Regions from separate parts of the Mus musculus genome. Here region 1 is linked to region 2. The links are chromatin contacts, called in public HiChIP or PLAC-seq maps. All regions are on one chromosome and are shown on one strand. The core of a region is the stretch at or near the end of the contact, and the rest is flanking DNA. Distances in the headings are between cores, read along the strand shown.

Region 1 (6,436 bases), core at 843-3,342, 310 kb after region 2:
TTGGGGACAGCAGGACAGCGGGGAAGCAGCGAACAGCGCGCAAGAGAGCGGCCAACAGTGGGGATGCGAGGTACCGGCATTGGCCCTGGCCTAGTGGCCCTAGAAAAGAAGTAAAGGCCCAGCCTTCAGTTTTTCTCTTAAGGGTTGGAGGAAGGCGGCTTCAAGAGGAAAAGGAAGGTGAGGGGCGAGCAGGCAAGCTTCATGGTCACTACTAGGCGCGCGCGCGTGCGCGTGCATGTGTCCTGATATGTATGTGTGTGTGTGTGTGTGTGTGTGTGTGTTCTGATATGTATGGTGCTGCAGGACACACATTCATTTTGTTTCATTGCATTAATTTTTAAAACTATTTTATGTATCTTAGTATATCACAGCATTCAATTGTGTCCCATTTTTACATAGCTATATTGTATGCTTGGACTACAGTTTATTTAACCGTTTCCTGATTGTTGTACACTAGCTTGTTTTCTTTGGGGGAGAGGGGGCTATTGCAAGTAATGAATGGGCTTGTGTATGTTTCGTGCACATGTACGAAGGTATTCCTGTAGGAGAAATTCTTCGAGAAGTAATAGCAGAATCAAAACGTGTATGTATTTCAAATCTTGATAGATTTATCTAAATCTCCTTCCCCAAAGGCCATAATAATTTACACTCTCCAACGTAGTACGATATTGCCTATTTTTCCATAGCTATGCCAACATGAATTGTTACTTATCTTTATATCTTTTCAGTTATACAGTAAAAAATCACATGTCGTTGCTTTCATTTTACTGCTGTTTGAGCATATTTTCATTTTTCTAATTACAAAAGTCAGTAGTTAAATATGAACAGTCTTGTATATAAGCAATAAACATTTTGAAATTTTAATACCAACCCCCCCACTCTAAATTTCAAGAAAAATAAAAATATCTGGAAGTAAACTATAAAACTTTCAGGAATACAATGGAAGAACGTTTGCATAAATGGAGAAGGAATATCAGGCTTCTGCATAGGAAGCCTCTATTCTGTAACGATATTCATTTTTCTATATTGATTCAAGCAGTTGATGCAATTCCAATAAATATACTAAGTTTTTGGAACTTGACGATTCTAAAGTTTATGAGGGGGGGATGGCTAAGAATAACCAAGAAAATGTTTTTAAAGATGGGGGTGCTTGTACAATTAAACTGTACTCTGAAGGAAGCATGTTTAAATTAGAATAGACAGAACAATGGATTAGAATGGAAAAGCTCACAAACGGGCCAGACTGGATCCCGATTTATTGGAGAAACATTGTTGGTTAGACATGCAAAAACTGCCATATTAAAATCTCCAAGCGCCTTTCTCCCCACCCCAAGCTTGAATTTGCTTTTGAGGGCAGACGCCTTTGTTTGGAGAAAACCACTTTATTGGGTCTTTTTTGTTATAAGGTAAGGAAAGCCTCAATATTTAAAACTGGTGACTCCGGAGGTAGAACTAATGATATGAGCTTTTAGTGAAAAGATGGATTCAGGTTAGCCTGCAGTGCGGCGAAGGAAGAAGTATGGATATTAGAGGTCTTTAGATTTTTCCCCCCATGTTTTGAGCACAAAAACTGGTGTGTCATTGTTTCCATTTGCATTTGTGTGTTTATTGTAAATTGAACATCTTTTATGCGTTAGTTAAGACTAGCACGTTATTCCTCGAGGCAGGTAACAATGGGAACCCATTCTTTTCGCTTTCGGAATGGAGTTTGGCTAATTGGTACAGCCCTGCTGGAAGCGTGAGAATAAACAGGTTGACTTTTTAAGCACTAGGCAGGCTCCAGACACCTAAATCGGGGGCGGAGGTAGTTTTCAAGACATGGCCGAGATTTGGCGCTGAGCTGTGTCATCGCGAGGTTTGGTAGCAAGCTCCGCAGTGGGTCGGAAACCTCGTGGTAAGCGAGATCCCTAAAGGACGAGAGCTTCCTCCCTTTCCCCGAAAAAACTCCCAGTCATTTTCACGAAGCTCCGCCTTTCTCCTTTTTAGGAGCGTGCACCTGGTCTCGCGAGATCTCATGTTTCCTAAAGGCGAGGCGCGGGCGGTCTCCTGCGGTGAATTACGAAGGTCTCGGCGAGGCTGAACGTAATATCGCGATAGTTCCTACGGCGCATGCGGGAGCCGGCGGCGGCATGCTGGCTCCGCCCCGTAGTGCTCCGTGAGGTTGTGCGTCATTTGCTTTTCGCTTCGCGTGGGGTGAGAGCGGAGCGGTGGCGATTTGGGGTTTGGTGGCAAGCGAGGGTTGGGACGGGCTGGGCTCAGTTTTTCCTGGTCCGGTGGAGGTTCTCCTGGGATCACGCGAAGGCGGCGGCCGAGGTTGGCTACTGAGTGCAGGAGCTGCGGAGGCGCGAGCAGCGTCTTCTGGTGCTGCCGTTCTTAGCCGGTGAGTTCTCGCGGGAGCAGGGTTACGTCCTCGTGGGGATTCGCCGGCGGTGGCGGAGATACCTTGGGGGTGGGGGGGCAGTGACTAGGGTCGGGCCGCCTGTTAAGATGGCGGCGGCGGCGGCTGCCTGTCTTGCTCTTACACGGTACCAAGGGGTTAGCTATCCGCGTTTGTGACGCTTCTCAGGTACCAGACGTTAAGGAGATGACGAATGGCGAAACGTCGTGGTGCCGGTAAATCCTTCCTGAGCTGAAGACCATCCTGTTTCTTACCGGTTAAAGCGACACCATTTCCCCCGGCCTCTGCCTCGTGTGGGCCTGCCTTTGCCCCACCAATCGCTCTTCGCCTCTGTTTTCGTCGTCGCAGTGGGCGGGTTGGGAAGTGCGGGAGGGAGTCCATAGTTCATTGGGTAGTGGGCTGGGGATTAGATTAAAAAGTGGGAGAGAGGGACGCACCTAAGATTGTTCTCATAATTATTGCGCGCTTGCTGCTTCTCAGCCCTTGCAGCGACCCATATGAAACCCCTAGTTTTTCTTGATCCGAGGTGGGCTCTGCTTCCCTGCTCCCGCGGCTTTCGGGCTAAGGTTTGAGAGGTCAATCTGTAGAGTCATTAGAGTACCTTCCCTTTCCCAAATTCTGTCTCCCTGTCAAATCGCTCAGCTACGTGAATATCGGGATGCATTATTAAGGGGAGAAGTTAAAAAAAATCCTATCACTCCTCCTCTGTAGTCCTAATTTAGAGCCTAGCCTGAATCATCTACCCTGTCCCATGTCCTTCCGTGGTGCTTTTGGCGCAGATGTTAAAAGAGCTTATCTTATTCCCTGCATTTACTCCATCTTTGTGGATGGATCAGCAGTAACCTTCCATTTTCCTAGGTCCTCTTGCTTGTTTATCCCTGACGCGGGGACAGCGTACTGATTTCTTCAACTTTGAATGTTTTGAGACCATACTTGGGCAGAACAATAAACGGGTCAGTGGTCGGATAATTGCAGTCTTAGTGGTCTCCTTCGTGCCCCCACTAGGTGAAACTTTGCCTTTCCAACCCCTTCCACGCTACAAGCTCTGGGACCCGCCCCCTTTCCCGCCTATGTTTCTGTAGTCTGCTGGTCTGTATATCTTTTTGTTTTGTTACAGCTAACCAACATTTAAGAACTAAGTCTCACTTCTTAATCCTTATATTTCTCTCTTAACTGCTCTTCCTCCCACCCCCAGGAGCTGAATCCCCTAGCAAGGTGTCGACCCCCAGTACCTTTTCCTTCCTCCAGGAGTTTTACCCCTAAAACAGTCACGCTCCTTTTAAATTTAAATTTACTTCCTTTCTCCTCAAATCACTTCTATTATAGACAATTAATTCCCTATCACGTGTTTCCTTTGTAGATAACATGATTTGAATTACTTTTTATTTAGCACCAGTGTTGCATAGATTGAGGAGATGCTGCCAACATTTCCAATTCATAGGAAGCAGCCTGATTTAGAAAGTTAGTGTTTGCTTCCAGTTCACATTGAACTCATGACCTTGGGCAAATTACTTTTCAGATTTTGTTTGTTTATATAATGAGGGTAGTAATGCTTACCTTGTAGAAAATTTGCCTCAGAAAGTTTGGGTGCCTTTTTAATGTGAAACTGTATTGGTAGATAAATGTTTTTGTGCCATATTCTACCTTTATAGCCTGGTAAGGTTTTTAAAAATTGTTATTTCTTCAGCTGTATTTTTCTATGTTTAGGAATAATACCTATTCGCTCCTGTCTGCTTTTAATTTTTTCCTCATAAGCCACTTTGTATGATCAGTGGTTCATGTTTGAATATGTTCTCACTATTTGAAGCTTCTACTGGTGTAAGACTTTTGAATGCAAAATCATTCTCTTGGAATGACCACCAGCTATGTTTCGGTCATGAACCACACCCAAGTGTTCTACCTTTTGGAAGGGAGTGCCTCATCCCTTGCCTACTCATTTTTGCCACTCCTTCAAATACAGTCTGTCCTGTCCTTCACCTCACAAAAGTCTTGAAATTTCATGCCATTGCCAGTTTGCAGTGTTAAAGAGAACTTAAGCTTCAAGTGTTTTTATTTCTTTCTCTTTACCTCATTTATTTCTCTTTACCTCTATCATTTTTAGACAAACTTTGTCTAAGTTGGGTCAGTATGGGGGGCATATTTGGCAGTCTTTTTATTTAAGTAGGATAATACCTATATGCAAGACATTAGGAAGGTTGATCTAATTAAATACCATCATTTCCCCCTCAAAGGCAACCACAGATGACTCTTTGATAACTACCTCCTGTTGTGCTTTTGCCATTTTATATTTTCTAACATTTTACTCGGAAGTAGTTTTTCTTACTACTATATTTTTATTAGATCAACACTAGAGTGGTTTTTTTCCTTAATTATGTTGGTTGGGTGATGGGGTTCAAGTAGGAATATAGTTGCAAGAAGTATACTATCATTGACATTTTAGTGGGTAACATCTGATAATTAACTATTTGTGGATTTCCGTTTTGAGCTTCAGGGTTTGAGTTGGAAGTGCTTTAGGAAAATGAATTTCCTCTTTCATTGAAAGACAGGTCACTTTATTTTGAGACTCTTGTCTTGATTCCTTTTACAGTGGGTTAAGCAATAATCACTAACTCTTGTCCTTTAGAATTATACTAAATCTGGGAATGATGATCAAGGCATGACCTAAAAGGTTTAATTTATTCTAGGTAGATCTCTGAGAAGAGAGGAAGGAGTGGCAGTACCAAATAAAAACTTTGTCTAAGGTTCAGTGACAAAGTTCAACCTGAATTTCCAGGATGTTTATCGTTTGTCTCCCAGTATGGCCAAAAAGCACTTATGAAGGTGAAAAATAATTTTAATGTGTACAGCTTTTTCTTTTCATAAAATATGTTTTCCTTAGTGTCAGTTTGTTAAACATGCTATCATTTTGTTTGAGTTGAAAACAGTTTTCAGGGGTATTGTCTAAGTGTCACTAGAAACACTATACAGTTCTTTTTCAGAGTGTTTAGTTACTGCTCAAAGCAGGTTCTAAAAATGCAAGTTGGCATTTAAGGGCTATTGCTTCAAAAATAACTGATTGTGTCTATTGATACAGTGGTTAACTACCCAATTCTAATGAATAATATACTTCTTTTCCACAATCTTTTTTTGTAGGTCCTTCAGTAGCCTGACCTGAGTGTTAGTGCTTCAGAGGAACAAACCAGTAGACCAGAACTTGGTCAGGAAGTTTCAGGAAGCTATTGGAGCAGTGTTGGGATTTCCCACCAGGATGACTATGATTGGCTGTGATTTTAGGTTAGTTTTTTTTTTGTTTTTGTTTTTTTTAAGATCTTTGCGGTTGGTATTTGTATTTTACATCTTGAAATGGAGATGGGGCTGGAATTTACATTTTTTGCTTGTGCTGCTTTGGTTCCATTATATGGGTCAGGTTTGTTTTATTTTTTTTTTTAAATAATTTTATTGGATGGAGCTCATTAGACAATTAAAAGGAATTGTTTTAAATGTATATTGTCAGTGCATGATTTTCACAAAATTTGAAACATAACTGAGTAGTATGTTGTCTACTCCCCCAGGTATTTTTAACATTTATCAACTTTAGCCTTTTTAGTTTTACCCTATGGCACCCCCCTTTCCCATAGAATTATTTTGAAATAAACCTCTCTTGATGTGTTATTTTTATCCATACCAAAAATTGTATAGATATTGAGAGAGTTCTTGACAGTATAACCCAGAATTCATTTTCAGTTGAAGAAATTGAAAATTTAAAGGTAGAAAATGGGCTCATTTTAAAATTTCCGTGATATTTTAAGTTTGACTCATGATCCAGAGAAAAGTCCATTTATGAAATAGTTTATGTAGACTTTAAGTCTGTTTTATTCTTCAGGTTATATTTCTCTTGTTTTTTTTTCTCCAATTTATTTGTTAAGTCCTTTTTGCATTTCCTCACATTTGAAAATTACAGTCTATAGTGATGTCTAGCTCATTCTTGTTAAAGACCATAGGTAATCTATTATAATGAAACAATAATGGTAGTAATCTCTTATGTGATCTCTTAGGTGA
Region 2 (6,421 bases), core at 2,752-5,251:
AGGACCACTACCCCTGGGATAGCACCACCTATAGTGGGCTGGGCCCTCCCACATCAGTCATCAATGAAGAAAATGCACCCCAGTCTTGCCCGCAAGCCAATCTAGTAGGTGCCTTTTCTAAATTGAGGTATCCTCTTCCAAAATGACTCTGGCTTGTGCCAAGTTGACATCAAACTAGTAGCATATCATCTTCTACTCAATCTTTTCTTCCTTCCTTTTTCTTTTCTTTTCTTTCTTTTTTCTTTTTCTTTTTTTGAAAGGTTCTATATTTTATTACTGGACAAACATCATAATTTAAGATACGAGCAAGTCTCCAGGTTAAAAATGTTGAAATCCATCTGGTAGGACTGATTGATGACAATTCAGTATAAATCCTCAGTCTTGCCATTGTGTGAATCCTTACGGACCCAGCTTCGTTCTCCTCCAGTGTCTTCTCTTAGAGTTGTACCTGATTTTGTTACCAGTTTTCATCCGGATCCACTGAAGAATAGGGTGATTTTGCTTTTGTTTCTTGGCCAGGAATCGCTTGATTCTGAAAGTCTTGTGAGAAGACATGGCGAGAAGCCGAATCAGGCTTAGTGTACACTATGGCAGAGGAAAGGACAAGAGCTCTTTCTTTCCTTCTTTGTTTCTTTGATTCTTCATTCCTTCCTTCCTTCCTTCCTTCCTTCCTTCCTTCCTTCTTTCTTCCTTTCCTTTCTTTTTGAGATTTATTTATTTAACGTATGAGCGCTCTATCTGCATGTACACCTGCATGCCAGAAGAGGGCATCAGATCCTATTACAGATGGTTGTGAGTCACCATGTGGTTACTGGAAATTGAACTCAAGACCTCTGGAAGAGCAGCCAGTGCTCCTAACTGCTGAGCCATCTCTCCAGCCCCCTTCAATCTTTTCTTAAATACTATAGAAAAAAACATATTAACTGAAACAGTTATTTGGAGAAGGAAATCCTGATGCTAAAACAACTAGCTATTCTTTCAGACAAAAATAGTTATATCCCTGTATCACATTTGTATTAGACTTTCATTGCTATGGCAAAATATTCAATATAAAAAACTTAAAAGAAAGATTTGTCTTGACTCACGATTTAGAGGTTTCACCGCATGGTCAGCTGGCCCCACTATTTTAGGTCTTAGGTGGGGTTGAACATCATGTTGGAGAGCTTGTGGTGAAACAAAGCTGCTTGCATCTTAATAGCCAGGAAGCAAGAGAGCAAGGAACCAGGAATGTGATAAACCCTTGACATTCACTGACTTATTTCCTATCTCCTGTCTCCTTCCCATCTCCTACTATCCAAGACCATCCAACAAAGTCTTGAGTTCTACAAATAAACCAGTGGAGTGATCCACGGATTTTGTTAATATCCCCATAAACCGGAAGTTCACCACTTGGCAAACAAGCCTTCAGGGAACATTTCACACTCAAACCATAATAATACTAAATTCCCTAAAGTAAACTCAGAAAGATTATCTTTGATGAAAATAAATCTGAGTAATGAAATATAGTACATCGTAGAGCAGTATGAGGGTGCTAATTGTGGTGACCAGGACATGACTCTGAAAAAGCAACATTTGAGTTAAGCTGTGAAGCTGGCAGCCAGAAGAAAATCTAGGGGAAGAAAGTACCAGAAAGGAGAGGAAATAAAATGAGTTTAAGATTAAAATTAAAGATTTAAATAGAATGCACTATAACAAAATTCAAAAAAAGATAATATAGTTGTTGTTACATGAGAGAAGGAGTATCTTAAAAACAACAAATGGTCTCCACCCATTGTCTCTGAGGCCAGTGTGCTGAGCAGCAGAGCCTTTTGGGCTCTCCTGTCATCCCAGAGGCTAGCATGTCTGCACCACAGAGGCTTCGACCCCTACCCATTGCCCCAGAGGTTAGTACTCCTTTAACACAGAGAGTTTGGTCCCTTCCTGTTGCCCCAGAGGTCAGTACATCCCAGGCTATTTCCCCAGATGTCAGTAGGCCAAAAGGCTTTAACTCCACCCACCATTCTGCTGTCACCTAACCAAGGCTGGAGCACCTCAGCCACCCTAATTATAAATTAACATAAGTAATCTCCAGTTTCCACAATTTAATTTCACAGATACCAGAACGCACTCCTGCTGTCTGGATGCACATCTCCCTCCTGCCTCCAGCATGCACTCTGGCTTATGAGAACCAAGATAGTGTGTTCCCAGTCCCAGCATATACTCTGATTTGCTGTGAGACCTAGTTCATGAGAATGCACAGCTCTCAATTGCTGTCCTTGGCCTACACTCCAGCCCTGTGTGCATAGAGGTTTATGTGGTCAGAATATATATGACTTTCAGTTATCAATGGACCCCTGTCACTTTACAAGCACCCTGGTTCGTAAGATCAGAGGATGAGCAACGCCTCAACTCCATCTCCTGAACTTCCTCACTGCACTGTATATAAGTCACAGGTTAGGCCACCCCTAGCCATGTGGGGATAATCTTAGCTATCCGATCCAGATGTCAGCAATGAGTGACTCCACAACTGAAGTTCAAGTGTCAGCAAGCTGAGCCAACAAGAACCAAACTGGTGAAACACCAAACACCAATCAAAATGCCCGATCAACACAGGAGGAACAGAAGGAGTTAACCAACAAATGTATTCTGGATGTGCATGTCCCGGTGCAAAACCACAAGTTCCATAAAAAGCCAAGATAAATTGTCTCCTTCAAAATTACCAGTACCAGCTGGGCAGTGGTGGCACAGGCCTTTAATCCCAGCACTCAGGAAGGAGAGGTAGGTGGATCTCTAAACTCAAGGCCAACCTGGTCTACAGAGCAAGTTCCAGGAGAGCCAGGACTACACAGAGAAACCCTGTCTTGAACTTCACCCAACCAGTGCTCATGCCAAAAAATAAATAAATAAAAACCTAAACAGAACAAACACCAAAACAACAAAAAACCAGTACCATAGTAATGGCCACACCATTGAGAGGGACTTAGAGAAATTTTCAGAAGAATAATTCAGAATAAATTATTACAAATATGTTCAGAGACCTCAAGAAGTCAGGCATAAACTCATGAATGAATTCAAAGAGCATACCAATAATCTTTTGAATGAATTCCAGGAGAACACAAATAGCTGCATGAAATTTGAAAGTCAATTCAGGATACAAAAATAGTATTCAATAATGAGGAATACTGAATAAAACCCAGACTGAAACAAATCTATAGATGGGAAAAGTTATCAAATCAAAAATTTAAAAACCCAGGAGAAAACCTTACTGGAACATGTGGAGGACAGATTATTAGGGCTTGAAGACAAGGTAAAGGAGCTGAATCATTCAGACAAAGTCAGTGATAATTTTAAGAAAATGCAGGGTGCTTTTGGCAGTTGGTGGGTGCTGGGAAAGAAGAGTCAGTTTTCTTCCAGTCTCCAGTAAATGGTGCTTTACAACCATGCACACATAGGAAGCACTAATTGGAATCAGTGGGTTATTACAATCATATATATATTGATTACTTAATTTTATAAAACAAACATTACTAGATACTAAATCACTGGTTAATCTAAACAGATTGTAGGTGACTTCAATATGCTACCCTCACCATCCAGACATAAAAATAGAGAAACATGAGTTAAATGACATCCTAAATCAAGGCACATAACATTCCATCCAAACACTCTTTTTTTTTTTTTTTTTGGTTTTTCAAGACAGGGTTTCTCTGTATAGCTCTGGCTGTCCTGGAACTCACTCTGTAGACCAGGCTGGCCTCGAACTCAGAAATCCACCTGCCTCTGCCTCCCGAGTGCTGGGATTAAAGGTGTGTGCCACCACTGCCTGGCCATCCAAACACTTGAGAATACACATTCATCACAGAATCCATAGACTATATAGGCTAAAATAGATCAAATAGGAAGTAAAGCAAGTTTCAAAAATATAGGAAAATAGAAATAATTGCTTGTATTATGTCTAACCTCACTGGAATAAAGATAGACGCTAACAGGAAGTGAAACAACATGAATACCCAAACCCATGAAGATTAAGCAACTCACTTGGATAATGTGTGGGAGCAATTCCTTCTCTGGCAAGATAACTGAGCAGATAAAACCACTTCCTCAGGAAGGCAGAAAATATGAGTTTGATCTTCTGAGCTCATACTGGAAGGAGAGAACCAACTTCTGAGAGTTATCTTCTGACTTCCACATGTTCACCACAGCACACTCCCCCCACCCCCACACAGAGAGGGTCATAATAATAACAGTGATAGAGTCATGATATGATGAAAACAATGGATAGAACCATTGAACAAATCAAGAAGGAAACAAATTCCTAGAAGTGAACACTTAAATCAATTGGATTCCATTGAAGGCAGACACATGAGGGAATTTTATAGCTCTAAATGCATATGCTACAGAATACCTTACTTAATGATGCATCTTTAAAAATTGAACTAACAAAACAAACCAATACCTAAACTAGTAGATCGAAATAATTGAGATTATGGCAGAATCCAGTGAAATATAAACAAACAATAGCAAAAATAAATAACAAGAATTGATGAAATGGACAAAATGGCTCTTTGGAAAGATAAACAAAATTGACAAACTCTTAATCAAATTCACCAGCAAATACAGAAAAACGACCAAATCGATAAAATTCTAGATGAAAAGAGAAAGAATACAGCAGATATCAATGAAATTTAGAAAGTATCATCATACCTACAAAACTTACATTTATTCAAATTGGAAAATCTAAAAGTAGATGAATTCATAAATACGTATTATATAGTGATGTTAAACCAAGATGAGATCATTCAAATTGATCTGTAACAAGCAACAAGATTGGTGCAGTAGTAAATCTGCCCCACCCCAAAATTCAGATAGATTCTAAGCAGAATTCTAGCCAAGCCATTAAAGAATGAAAAACAATACTTGTCAAATTATTCCATAAAACAGAAGGAATGCTTCCCAACTCTTTTTCATGAAGCCAATAAATGTAGGCAAAGATACAACAGCATATAATAACTATAGACCAATTTCCCCCGAAGAAGATAGGTGTAAACATTTCTCGACAATAAAATACTTGCAATTGGACTTGAAGAATAGATCAAAAAGATCATTAACTGTGATCAAGTTGTCTTCATTCCAAAGGTTCAGTGATTATTCACATATATAAATCAATGTAATTTATCACATAAATGGACTCCTGGACAGAAGTCACATGATTATCTCAATAAGTGCAGAAAAGGCCTTTGATGAAATATATAAAAAGCTCTGAAGATACTAAGGATTGAGGGACTATGGGGATCAGGGGAAGCCCTGAATATTTGAAGGCCTCAGTGTATTGTTAACTTGGGCACAGCCAAGTCAAGAGCTAGAGCCTCAGATCCATGGGAAAATTGAAACACCTTTCTCCCAGGGTCAGGCTCAGAATGATGGCAAAGCTGCCTTCTGGTCTGTGTGTGAATGTTGATAGTATGTGCAGAAAATGTCCACTATATCTTTCTACACCTGGATATTTACCACCTGAAGATTGATCCTCTACAGAGATCCCTCTTAGAGAGATAAGCTGAACCTGTCTTCTCTTTCAGCCTTATATAAATAACCCCACCTCCTTGTTCAGCTATACGCAATAACTCTGCCTGTCTGTTTAACTGTATATAATAAACACACTGAGATTCTGGGGTGCTGCAGCTTCTCTATCAGAGAGCCCAGCTTTACTGTATGCTTATGTGTTTGTCTTTTTTTTTTTTAATTTTGTTTTTCAAGACATGGTTTCTCTGAATAGTCTTGGCTGTCCTGGAACTCACTTTGTAGACCAGGCTGGCCTCGAACTCAGAAATTCGCCTGCCTCTGCCTCCCAGGTGCTGGGACTAAAGGTGTGTGCCACCACACCCGGCTCGTGTTTGTCTTTTTATTACTTCACTGCCCCTGTCCCTGGAGCTGTGCAAACATATTTCACCATAATAAAGGGTAGGTATGACAAAACTGTAGTCCAAATTGTGCTAAACTCAAAGCATCAGTACTAAAGAACAAGGGCGATCACTCCTATTTAATATAGTGATTGAAGTCTTAGTTACAGCCGTAAGACAAGAGAAAGAAATAAAAAGATAACAAACAAGGAAGTTGAAATATTCCTACTTGCAGATAATATGATTCTATACATAAGAGACATCAAAGCCTGTACCAGAAAACTCCAGGAGCTGATAAACACTTTTAGTAAAGTGGCAAGACACAAAATTAGCATTAAAATCAGTATCTTTCCTATATATCAATTACAAGTGTACTAAGAAAGAAATCAGAGAAACAACTCCACTCACAGTAGAATCAAAAATATCTTTGAATAAATCTAAATAGGAAGTGAAAGACCTCTACAATGAAAACTTTAAAACACTGAAGAAGAAATTGAGGAAGATATTAGAAGACCTCCGTGCTGACTAGGTTTTTTTTTCCAACT

What was found. HiChIP or PLAC-seq counts read pairs in DNA pulled down with a chosen protein or histone mark.
Region 1: an H3K4me3 HiChIP or PLAC-seq map of bone marrow-derived macrophages shows a contact between it and region 2, with 2.9 times the contacts expected there. The contact joins the promoter of Huwe1 here to the enhancer-like site in region 2. A contact is called at or near these places in 6 of 39 promoter capture datasets (the C10 cell line, the HPC-7 cell line, HPC-7-derived erythroid cells and 3 more), 1 of 484 Hi-C or Micro-C datasets (the G1E-ER4 cell line) and 9 of 115 datasets of contacts at active chromatin or transcription factors (the 230-238 cell line, the SCID.adh cell line, acute myeloid leukemia and 4 more).

The regions. Positions count from the first base shown.
Region 1 is chrX:151,801,190-151,807,625 of GRCm38.p6, forward strand. Huwe1 (HECT, UBA and WWE domain containing 1) reads left to right here and starts at 2,093. Exons shown (of 83, transcript NM_021523.4): 1 at 2,093-2,380; 2 at 5,531-5,671.
Region 2 is chrX:151,492,715-151,499,135 of GRCm38.p6, forward strand. It overlaps the pseudogene Gm15148. Among named protein-coding and RNA genes, the nearest start is that of Phf8, 25 kb to the right of the region's middle. Within about 2 kb of position 4,002, at least 6 of the 459 cell types and tissues checked have an H3K27ac peak or open chromatin away from gene starts, as enhancers often do. A contact at or near this core is called in bone marrow-derived macrophages, where this site is marked.